3 separate regions of the Mus musculus genome follow, and regions 2 and 3 are each linked to region 1. A link is a contact called in public Hi-C and promoter capture Hi-C data. All regions are on one chromosome and are shown on one strand. Each heading gives the region's core, a stretch centred on a gene start, on an enhancer-like site or on the middle of the called end of the contact. The rest is flanking DNA. Distances are from core to core; before and after follow the strand shown.

Region 1 (2,889 bases), core at 228-2,727:
CCTGCCAATAAATCTGGCTTGAATTGGCTCATTTCACTGGCAGAGAAATAATTTATCACCAGGGAAACTTCTAGAAGCTGATCTATCCAACTCAAATTGTTGTGATTATAAAAAGATAAAAATAGGCGGGCAGTGGTGGCACACGCCTTTAATCCCAGGACTTGGGAGACAGAGGCAGGCAGATTTCTGAGTTCAAGGCCAGCCTGGTCTATAGAGTGAGTTCCAGGACAGCCAGGGCTACACAGAGAAACCCTGTCTTGATAAAACCAAAAAAAGAAAAAAAAAAAAAAAAAAAAAAGAAGAAGATAAAGAGATATTAAGATATGTTCTATGGGGGTGTGGGGGGAAGGGTGTGTGTCAGTGGGGCCCAAGCTAAGGCATCCCTTCTCCCTGAGGTTCCAGCCACACGAAGGTATCATATAGAATAGAGTTTATTTAGGGCATGGGGAGGAAAATTAAGAGAGTAGCAGAGGCAGAGAAAAGCAGAGAGAAGGAGAGAGTAGAGAAGTAGAGGCCAGCCATGACCACGTGGAGAGAGGGGGTAAAGGAATGGGGAGAGAGGGGGAACAAGGGGGCAAGAGGCAAGGGAGAGAAGCAGGAGTAAGAGAGAGAGGAGGGGGCAAGCAGCCCCTTTTATAGAGGTCCAGACCTACTTGGCTGTTGCCAGGTAACTGTGGGGTGGAGTCCATTCAGACAGAATACACAAATAAAAACCCCCACCCTGTGGCACCTCGGAATAAATCCTAGCTTCCCGGCAATCCCCCAGTGACCTTGCTGGCTCCTGAGCATCTGCTGTGCCTCAGCCCCAAACTCTCAGTCACTCAACAGTGTCGCCCTCTTTCTTCTCTGCTTCCTATGCAGGCCAGGCTTAGGGTTAAAGACAAAAGTCAAGTCTGACCACAAGAAAAACCGGAATTCAAGCAGTGGGCTGAGAGAGCGCACAGTGGGGAGGGGCTCAGCAGAAACTTCCAGGGTTTTTTTTTGTTTTGATTTTTGTCTTTTTTTTTTTTTTTTTTTTTTTTTTTTTTCCAGAGACAGGGTTTCTATGTGTAGCCCTGGCTACTGGAACTCACTCTGTAGTCTAGGCTGGCCTTGGAGACAAGGCTGGCTTGGTATTTAATGGTCTACAAGACCAGGTTGGCCTTGAACTCAGAGCTCCTTCTGCCTTCGCCTTCCGTGTCCTGGGATTAAAGGTGTGTGCCACCATGCCAGGTCATTGTTCTTTTTCATTAATTTTTGTTAGCGTATAAAATACTGGGTTTATTATGACGTTTTTATATACATACATGTATTGCTATGCTTTGCTCGTACATAAAAAAATTGGGGCCTTTATTCAAAAAATGTTTATTAAAATAGTTATTTAGGTTAGATTCAAAAAATAAGAAGTGTTCCGATATGACTTCTTTCTGACTGTGTGGTTATTTAGTTCTCATTTATCCGTCTACCCCGTGACCTTTCCTCACCTCCCTCCCTTCCTCCAGTTAGCTCTCACTTCTGTTTTTCCATTACATCAGTTTCATTCTCTTCTGTTTCCCACCCTCCCTTAAGAGCTCTCCCACTCTCACGATCCCTTTTCTAGCTTACTGACCTCTAAACATACCCCTGAACACATATATGCATCCCAATTTAAATATAATTCTCGTATACAAGAAAACAGGAAGTGACTCTTTCTGAGTGCTGTCACTCAGTCCTCTGAGTGACAGCTGCCATTGCCATCAGGCCAGCAATGTCTGCTTTGGGGAGATGGGGAGGGAGAGCAGGGGATGGTCATTCCCCACCAGGGCCCAGCCACTCCCTGCTGCTCCTTGGAATGGTCTCTATGCAGATCTGCTCTAGCTGCAGGTTGCCTATGGGTAGGAGCTAGAGGACATATACAGAAGAGGAGAGTTAGGTTAGCTGTTGTAAGTGGGGTATGCGGCTAGGGAGGAGCCATAGTTCACGATGGATAAAGGCTGGTTTGGGGTCCCCCACACTCTTCCCAGCATCTCCTCACTTACAGGGAAAAAAAGCAAATTCAAATTTTCTTTTTTCTTTTTCTTTTTTGGTTCTTTTCCAGACAGGGTTTCTCTGTGAAGCCCTGGCTGTCCTGGAACTCACTCTGTAGACCAGGCTGACCTCGAACTCAGAAATCTGCCTGTCTCTGCCTCCAAAGTGCTGGGATTAGAGGCGTGCGCCACCACTGCCCGACAAATTTGAATTTTCTTATCCCACCCTTCTTCGTTGGCTCTCACAGATGTGGTTATTGCTCTCCATTGTGGGTTTGTTTTTTTTTAAATATTTATTTATTATATGTAAGTACACTGTAGCTGTCTTCAGACACACCAGAAGAGGGAGTCAGATCTTGTTACGGATGGTTGTGAGCCACCATGTGGTTGCTGGGATTTGAACTCTGGACCTTCGGAAGAGCAGTCGGGTGCTCTTACCCACTGAGCCATCTCACCAGCCCTCCATTGTGGTTTTTAAACTCTCCTTTTTTCTTCCTTCCTTCCTTCCTTCCTTCCTTCCTTCCTTCCTTCCTTCCTTCCTTCCTTCCTTCCCTTTCTTTCTTTCTTTCTTTCTTTCTTTCTTTCTTTCTTTCTTTCTTTCTTTCTTTCTTTCTTTCTCTCTCTCTTTCTCTTTTCCTTCCTTCCTTTCCTTCCCTTCCTTCTCTCTCTCTCTTTTCTTTCTTTCATGTGCATTGGTATATGTGTGTCTGTGTGAAGGCGTCAGATCTCCTGGAGCTGGAGTTACATGCAATGGTGGACTTCCATGTGGGTTCTGGGAAATTGAGCCCAGGTTCTCTTTAAGAGCTGCCAGTGCCCTTAACTGAGCCATCTCTCCAACCCCTCCGTTGTGTTTTACTATGCAGCTGGAGCCCAAGACAAGACATTCCTATAGCTTTGGACTCCT
Region 2 (2,889 bases), core at 128-2,627, 120 kb after region 1:
ATGAGTCTTGGCATCCCTTGAATGTAGCAAACTAGGTGACAGGTTTTCTCTGCTAAGAAATCCCTTTCTCTGGCATAATATTGTTGGGAGATCATACTGTTGGCTGTGCTTGAGGGAGCTGTCTGATGCTCACACTAGAGCATTGGTCCAGAAAATTCCCCTTTCCCAAAGGTCTCCTTTTGTCCCATCTCTGGGCTGTCTTGTACTGTTTTCTTTGCTGAAGTTTTCTCTCTCCAATGGCTCTCCTCTATCTCTCTATCAACCTCAAGATAATTTCCTCCCCTTATTTACCAGTCTCAAAATAGTGAGTTTGATATGAGCTCCTTTTTTGCAAGCCTCCGGGAACACATTTCAGCATAGCAGGCGTGTGTTGTTACACCCCAGCTGTTATGTTAACATCTGTGCTCTGAGGTCACCATTCTCCTCCCCTCCTTCTCATCAAGCTAGTGACCACTAGCAGCTCTTGCCATTGCTATCCACATAGCTACATCCCATGGTCAAGCCAGAGGCTTCACTGTTTTGCATATTAAAAAAGAGGTCTAATTTATGTCCCATGAGACTCACTTTTCTAAAGCGTGCAACTTAGTATTTTTTCTTTTTCTTTTTTGAGACAGGTTTCTTTCTGTAGCCCAGGCTAGCCTTAACTTTATGGTCCTCCTGAGTGTTGGGCTCATAGGGACGAACCACCACATCCAGCTAGGTTTTTCATTCATTCATTCATAAATCTGTGGATACATCAGCAATTTCTAATCCCAGAATATTTTCCTAATCTCCAAAGGATATGCCAGATTCACTGCGTGTTACTCCAGTGCTCAGCCCTAGCTCCCGAAGCCATCGATCCACTGCCACCTGCTTGCATCTGCCCACCCCTGACATCTCTGTAATGACAGCACTATGCACACGACCTTGAGCTCCCATCTTTATCAGGGACAGCCCCCACTTCCTTCTTCTGCCTTTCTGAGCACCCTCTCTTTCCTATGCCTCCTGTCTTGGGGTACAGCTCTCAGTTTTTTCCATGCCTCCTCCTTCTCTTCTGATCCTCTTAATGTTGGGGAGCCTTTACCCCTCAGCTGAGGGATCTCTTTTCCCCAGCACTCCCCAGGCACCCCCAGGCTTGTAGATTTAAATGCTGTACATTGCCATTAACTCCTACACTTGAGCTTAGCCAGGAAATGACGTCATCAACTCCTAAATTTATACCCCTAGCAAGGACTTTCCCTCTACTTCCAGAACTTTTTGTTCATCTCCTCTCTGTTTCCCAACATGCACTGCACAGTCAGCATGCCCAGAACTGACCTTGGGGGTCACCCCCTGCCTCCAATGTCTTCCACCCACAGCTGCTTCTCTAGTTGCTCGGCTCAGAAACTTAGCAGCCATGCCTCACTTCCTCACACCCCCACTCCCTGCATTGCATCTATGTCACATTCTGCTGGCTCTTCTTCCAAAATGCACTCAGAACCTAGTTCCTCATTTTGTTCCTTGATGCTTTTTGTGCTTAGGGAAGCCTATCTGTTTTCATGTGTGTTGTGTGGATGTAGTGTATATAAAGGTGTGTGTGTGTGTGTGTGTGTGTGTGTGTGTGTGTGTGTGTATTTAGACAGGCTGGAGAAGGATTCAGGTGTCTTACTCTATGGCCAACCAGGTTATTTTTTGAGACAAAGTCTCTCACTGAACCTAAGGAAGGCTTGCTGTTTCAGCTACTCTGGCTGGCCAGTGAGTTCCCAGGATCAGCCTGTCGGTCTCTGCCCACCCTTCCTCCTCCCCGCCCCCGTGCTAGAGTTACAGGCATGGCTGTGCCAGCTTTTATGTGGGTGCTAGGGATTCAAATTCAGATTTTCTTGTCTCCATAGCCAGCGTGCTTATCCATCGAACCGTCTCCCTAGCCCATTGGGTAATGTATAAACAGCTGACGGGAGTTTCTGCCACCACCTCTATGGACATACTTAGCTTTAGAGATTGTTTTAAGACAAGTTAAGTCATGGCGTTCTTTGCTAAGAATCATTCAGTAGATCACCACATTGCTCAGAATAAAAGCCAAAGCGCACACATTGTCCATCCTGCGAGCAACGCTTTGCTCTCACGCCGTCAGACCCATCCCGCTAGTCTCTGCCTTGATGACCTGAGTCAGCCCCAGTGACCTCCTCACTCATCTCAGAGACACACCTCACAGTCTGCACTTACTGTCCTGCTTAGAGTGCTCTTCTCCACATGCCTCTTGTCCCTGTTGTTCAGTTCTTTGTTTATATGTGACTTAGTTAATCAAGTGCAACTCCACTCTCACTGATTAATTAGAGTCAGTGTCTTATGTATTCCAGACTGGTCTCTAAGTTGCTACATGCCCAAGAATGACCTTGAACCTCTGATCCTCCTGACTTCACCTCCCGTGTGCTAGAGTTACAGGTGTATATCACATACCTAGTTTATGAGATACAGGAAAACTGAACTCAGGGCTTTGGGCATGCTAGGTAACATGGTCAAATGAGCTATATCTGTACCTGACATGCACTGTTCATAATTGCAACTTGCTTTCAACTTTTCTTCCATATTCTCAATACAACTTTCTGTTCCTTTAACTGTTTTCACACACACACACACACACACACACACACACACATATAGATGCATACACAGGTACACACACATATGTGTACATAATGCATCTACATGTATACACATTTGCACACATGTTTGTTTTATTGAAATCCTTCCCCACTTGCCTGCAGACCTTATGAGTACAAGGGCTTCATTTTGTGCCCTGTTGTGTTCCTAGTCAATTGGTTCGTCTCTGCTTGATGTACACTGGCTGACTGTACACTGTGTGGAATGGTAGCAGCCTTCTATTTGCATCTTCTAACAACACAGCTCCTCCGACCTATGGGCTCATGTCGT
Region 3 (2,889 bases), core at 191-2,690, 120 kb before region 1:
TCAGCCTGGCAGTCAGGTAGGGATAGTTTATCCTGGCAGTCAGGTAGGGATAGTTTAGCATGTTAACATAAAGCAGCTAGGTGGTGGTTTTAGAAAAGCACAGATCTTCCTGTCAAGCCAAACTGAAGGTCTGGCTTGCTCTCAGTCTGAGATAGAAAATAGGTTTGGAGGGATTCACCACAACTAGTCCCTTAGGATGGACACGAAACCTGCCCCTGACCTCTACCGTGAAGGTCAGAAGCCCCTGCTCTGTGTTGTAGGGATTACATGTGAAACGTCCTATTCATGAGGCTACGGCATCCCTTGGTCAGAGGCAGCCCATGACCATAACTGTATCTCTTAGTTAGCTCTACACTTCTGCTCCATCTTTCTACTCTTCGGAGCCTTAGCTTCCCAGTAATCCCAGCATTCAGAAAACAAAGACAGGGGGTCCCCAGGGAAAACTGGCTGGCTAGAGTAACTGAACTGAGTCTGTGAGCTCCAGGCTCAGTGAGAGACCTCAGTAAAGAGGGCAATGGAGGGAAGATGCCTCAGCTCAACTGGCCTCTGCATATCCATATACACACACCTACACAAACACATCCATATACATGTGAACACACACATGGGCATGTATACATACCATAGGCACAGGTAATAACGCAATACACAATATCAAGAGATAACATCACTTATCATCAAAAAGCACAGCACGTAGACACATTCAGACTCCATGGTGAGCACTACACTGATCTAGCACTCCTACTTGAATGTGGCTGTGTCCAGGCTCTGGTCTTGAAGTACACAGGCCCACTAGCTCTCAACTCCCCATCCCACCACTGAGGGACTGCTCAACTCTGACTCCCCTGGGCTTCTATGATTTTTTTTTTTTGTTTTTGTTGTTGTTGTTCTGAGATAGTATCTCATTCCGTAGCCCAGGCTATAAACAAACTTCCTGTTCATCTTCCCAAGTGTTGGGATTAGAAGTGTGTGCTACGCTCTTGTCTTCTTGCTCCTGCTCTGTCTTTTTGTCCCTTATCCCCTCTCTCCCCAACTTCCTCCCCCACCTCTCCCTCCATATGCTCATGGCCAGCCTCCTCTCTCTCTCTTTCTCTCTCTCTCTCTTTCTCTGCCTCTACTACCCCTTTACCTCCCATCCTCATGCCCTGAATAAACTGTATTCTATTCTATACTATAAAAAAAAAGAAGTGTATGCTATCTATATACCTGGTTTCATAATGTGAAAAACACACACACACACACACACAGAGAGAGAGAGAGAGAGAGAGAGAGAGAGAGAGAGAGATCCCTGATGGGTGCTTGAAAATATAGACATGAACATAAGCTAATTTCCCACTGATGATGTAGAAGAAATAAGATAACAGGACACCCTCTGGTGGCCTTCCATCCAGTGCCAGGCCTTCCATTACTCGGTCTGTTGCAAGGATTGCCAAGAGGAAGCAGAGGCAAGAATAACCCGTGGACTTGGGCACTGTGCCCATGAGCCCTGCTGGCAGCCAGAACCACACGATTTCACTCAGTTACAAAAGAAACAAATGTACGCAGCTCTGTCCTTCAATTGCCCCCCATGGTCTGACATCTGCACACCTGCAGAACATGTTCTTGTCATTACAGACATGCCTCTTAGGGACATCAGAGGCCACATGGGGAAGAGAGTAATCTTCAGCTCTAATTTGAGAACATAAAGATGTACCATGCTAGTCTGTCTTTTTCTGAAATTATGTCAACACGCTAGGGAAACAAGAAAGACTATGTGAGGAACATCTCTATTCTGTCCAAGTATGTACAGAGGAAAACACTGCTGTTTGTCTTCTGGCGACAATGGCTTATTCTCTGGAGTCTTTGTGATTTCTCCCATGGAACCCAAGGCAGGCTCTGTCTGGAGGAGTGGGGCAGACAATGTTGTGGGGCTAGACCTTTACCCATGAAGTCTGAAGTTCCGGGATTGCCAGCTTCTCTTTGTGAGCTGATGCCTAACTCTCCCAAGAACTGAAAGCCCTTCTGAGAGGGGCCTCTGGCAACCTTGTTCACTCTATCACCATTCACGATACCCTTTTTCTCCTGAGGCAGGGTCTCTGTAGCCTAGGCTGGCCTCCTTCTGTCACGCTTCCTGAGTGCTGGGATTGGAGGCTCAGCTCATCACACCTACTATGTCATGATTTTCAAAGAAGGTTCCTAAGAGTGAGGAGTGTGTGAGACAGGGTGAAGTCTGGTCTCCCCCAGACTTCCCTTTTTCTCACTCAGCAGGCCTGCAGGAAGCCACACTAGATCCACACACTGGAAAGAGTGCCAGGATCTCCCAGACAGGAACTAGAAACATGCCTTCATTTGTCGCCTCCCAATGTGAGTAAAGCAGTCATGTCTTAGTTAGTCAGTGTTCACTGATGGGCACTGATGGAGAACCCAACTTCATTCCACAGCCCAGGCCTTGTGACAGATGACAGAGGTGTGGATAAGATTCAGAGTAGGAGGCTGGTGGGAAGGAAGGCCTGGGGCTGTGACATTTTCACCTTCTGTCCCCAGTGACCCAGGGAAGACAGGTGACTTCTACCTAAGGCATTTGCCAAGCCAGAGAGACATTATTGTAAGCCATTCCAATCATGATGGCTACTCTTACGGCCCAGACTACTCTTACGGCCATTTCCATCAAGATGCAGGCAGCAAGCTCCACCCTACAGGCTGTCTATGATTAGGCCACCAATCTCTGAGCTTGCCCCAAGATCAGGTCACAAAATCTTACCACCACTCCTAGGCCACCCTGGAAAGTCACTCGCCCTTAAGAAGCACCTATATAAAGCCTGCTCAGGCTTCTGCTTCGGGTCCAGCGACTTCTCAGCTGAGCAGAGGTGGCCACCCTCTTGTGATGTTCCCAATAAATCTCTTCTGTGA

What was found. Promoter capture Hi-C pulls out the DNA fragments that hold promoters and counts their contacts. A called contact is a pair of places that touch in the nucleus more often than the background predicts.
Region 2: a contact with region 1 is called in a promoter capture Hi-C map of pre-B cells, with 2.7 times the contacts expected there. The contact joins the promoter of 4831407H17Rik here to the enhancer-like site in region 1. A contact is called at or near these places in 6 of 39 promoter capture datasets (the 3T3-L1 cell line, 3T3-L1-derived adipocytes, hippocampal neurons and 2 more), 2 of 484 Hi-C or Micro-C datasets (Sertoli cells and ventricular fibroblasts) and 2 of 9 other capture datasets (liver and pancreatic islet).
Region 3: a contact with region 1 is called in a Hi-C map of bone marrow-derived macrophages, with 52 read pairs. The contact joins two enhancer-like sites. A contact is called at or near these places in 5 of 39 promoter capture datasets (the C10 cell line, the HPC-7 cell line, liver and 2 more), 1 of 15 datasets of contacts at CTCF or cohesin (CD8 T cells), 10 of 484 Hi-C or Micro-C datasets (B cells, bone marrow-derived macrophages, embryonic fibroblasts and 4 more), 11 of 115 datasets of contacts at active chromatin or transcription factors (the HPC-7 cell line, bone marrow-derived macrophages, double positive thymocytes and 5 more) and 3 of 9 other capture datasets (adipose tissue, liver and pancreatic islet).

The regions. Positions count from the first base shown.
Region 1 is chr14:30,578,054-30,580,942 of GRCm38.p6, reverse strand. No RefSeq gene overlaps it. Among named protein-coding and RNA genes, the nearest start is that of Mir3076, 7.3 kb to the right of the region's middle. Within about 2 kb of position 1,477, at least 67 of the 459 cell types and tissues checked have an H3K27ac peak or open chromatin away from gene starts, as enhancers often do. A contact at or near this core is called in the HPC-7 cell line, bone marrow-derived macrophages, microglia and 2 more, where this site is marked.
Region 2 is chr14:30,456,524-30,459,412 of GRCm38.p6, reverse strand. It overlaps 4831407H17Rik (RIKEN cDNA 4831407H17 gene), which reads right to left and starts at 1,377. Exons shown (of 4, transcript NR_131095.1): 1 at 1,297-1,377. It also overlaps a transcript of Cacna1d not described here.
Region 3 is chr14:30,694,357-30,697,245 of GRCm38.p6, reverse strand. No RefSeq gene overlaps it. Among named protein-coding and RNA genes, the nearest start is that of Sfmbt1, 20 kb to the left of the region's middle. Within about 2 kb of position 1,440, at least 94 of the 459 cell types and tissues checked have an H3K27ac peak or open chromatin away from gene starts, as enhancers often do. A contact at or near this core is called in the HPC-7 cell line, bone marrow-derived macrophages, microglia and 1 more, where this site is marked.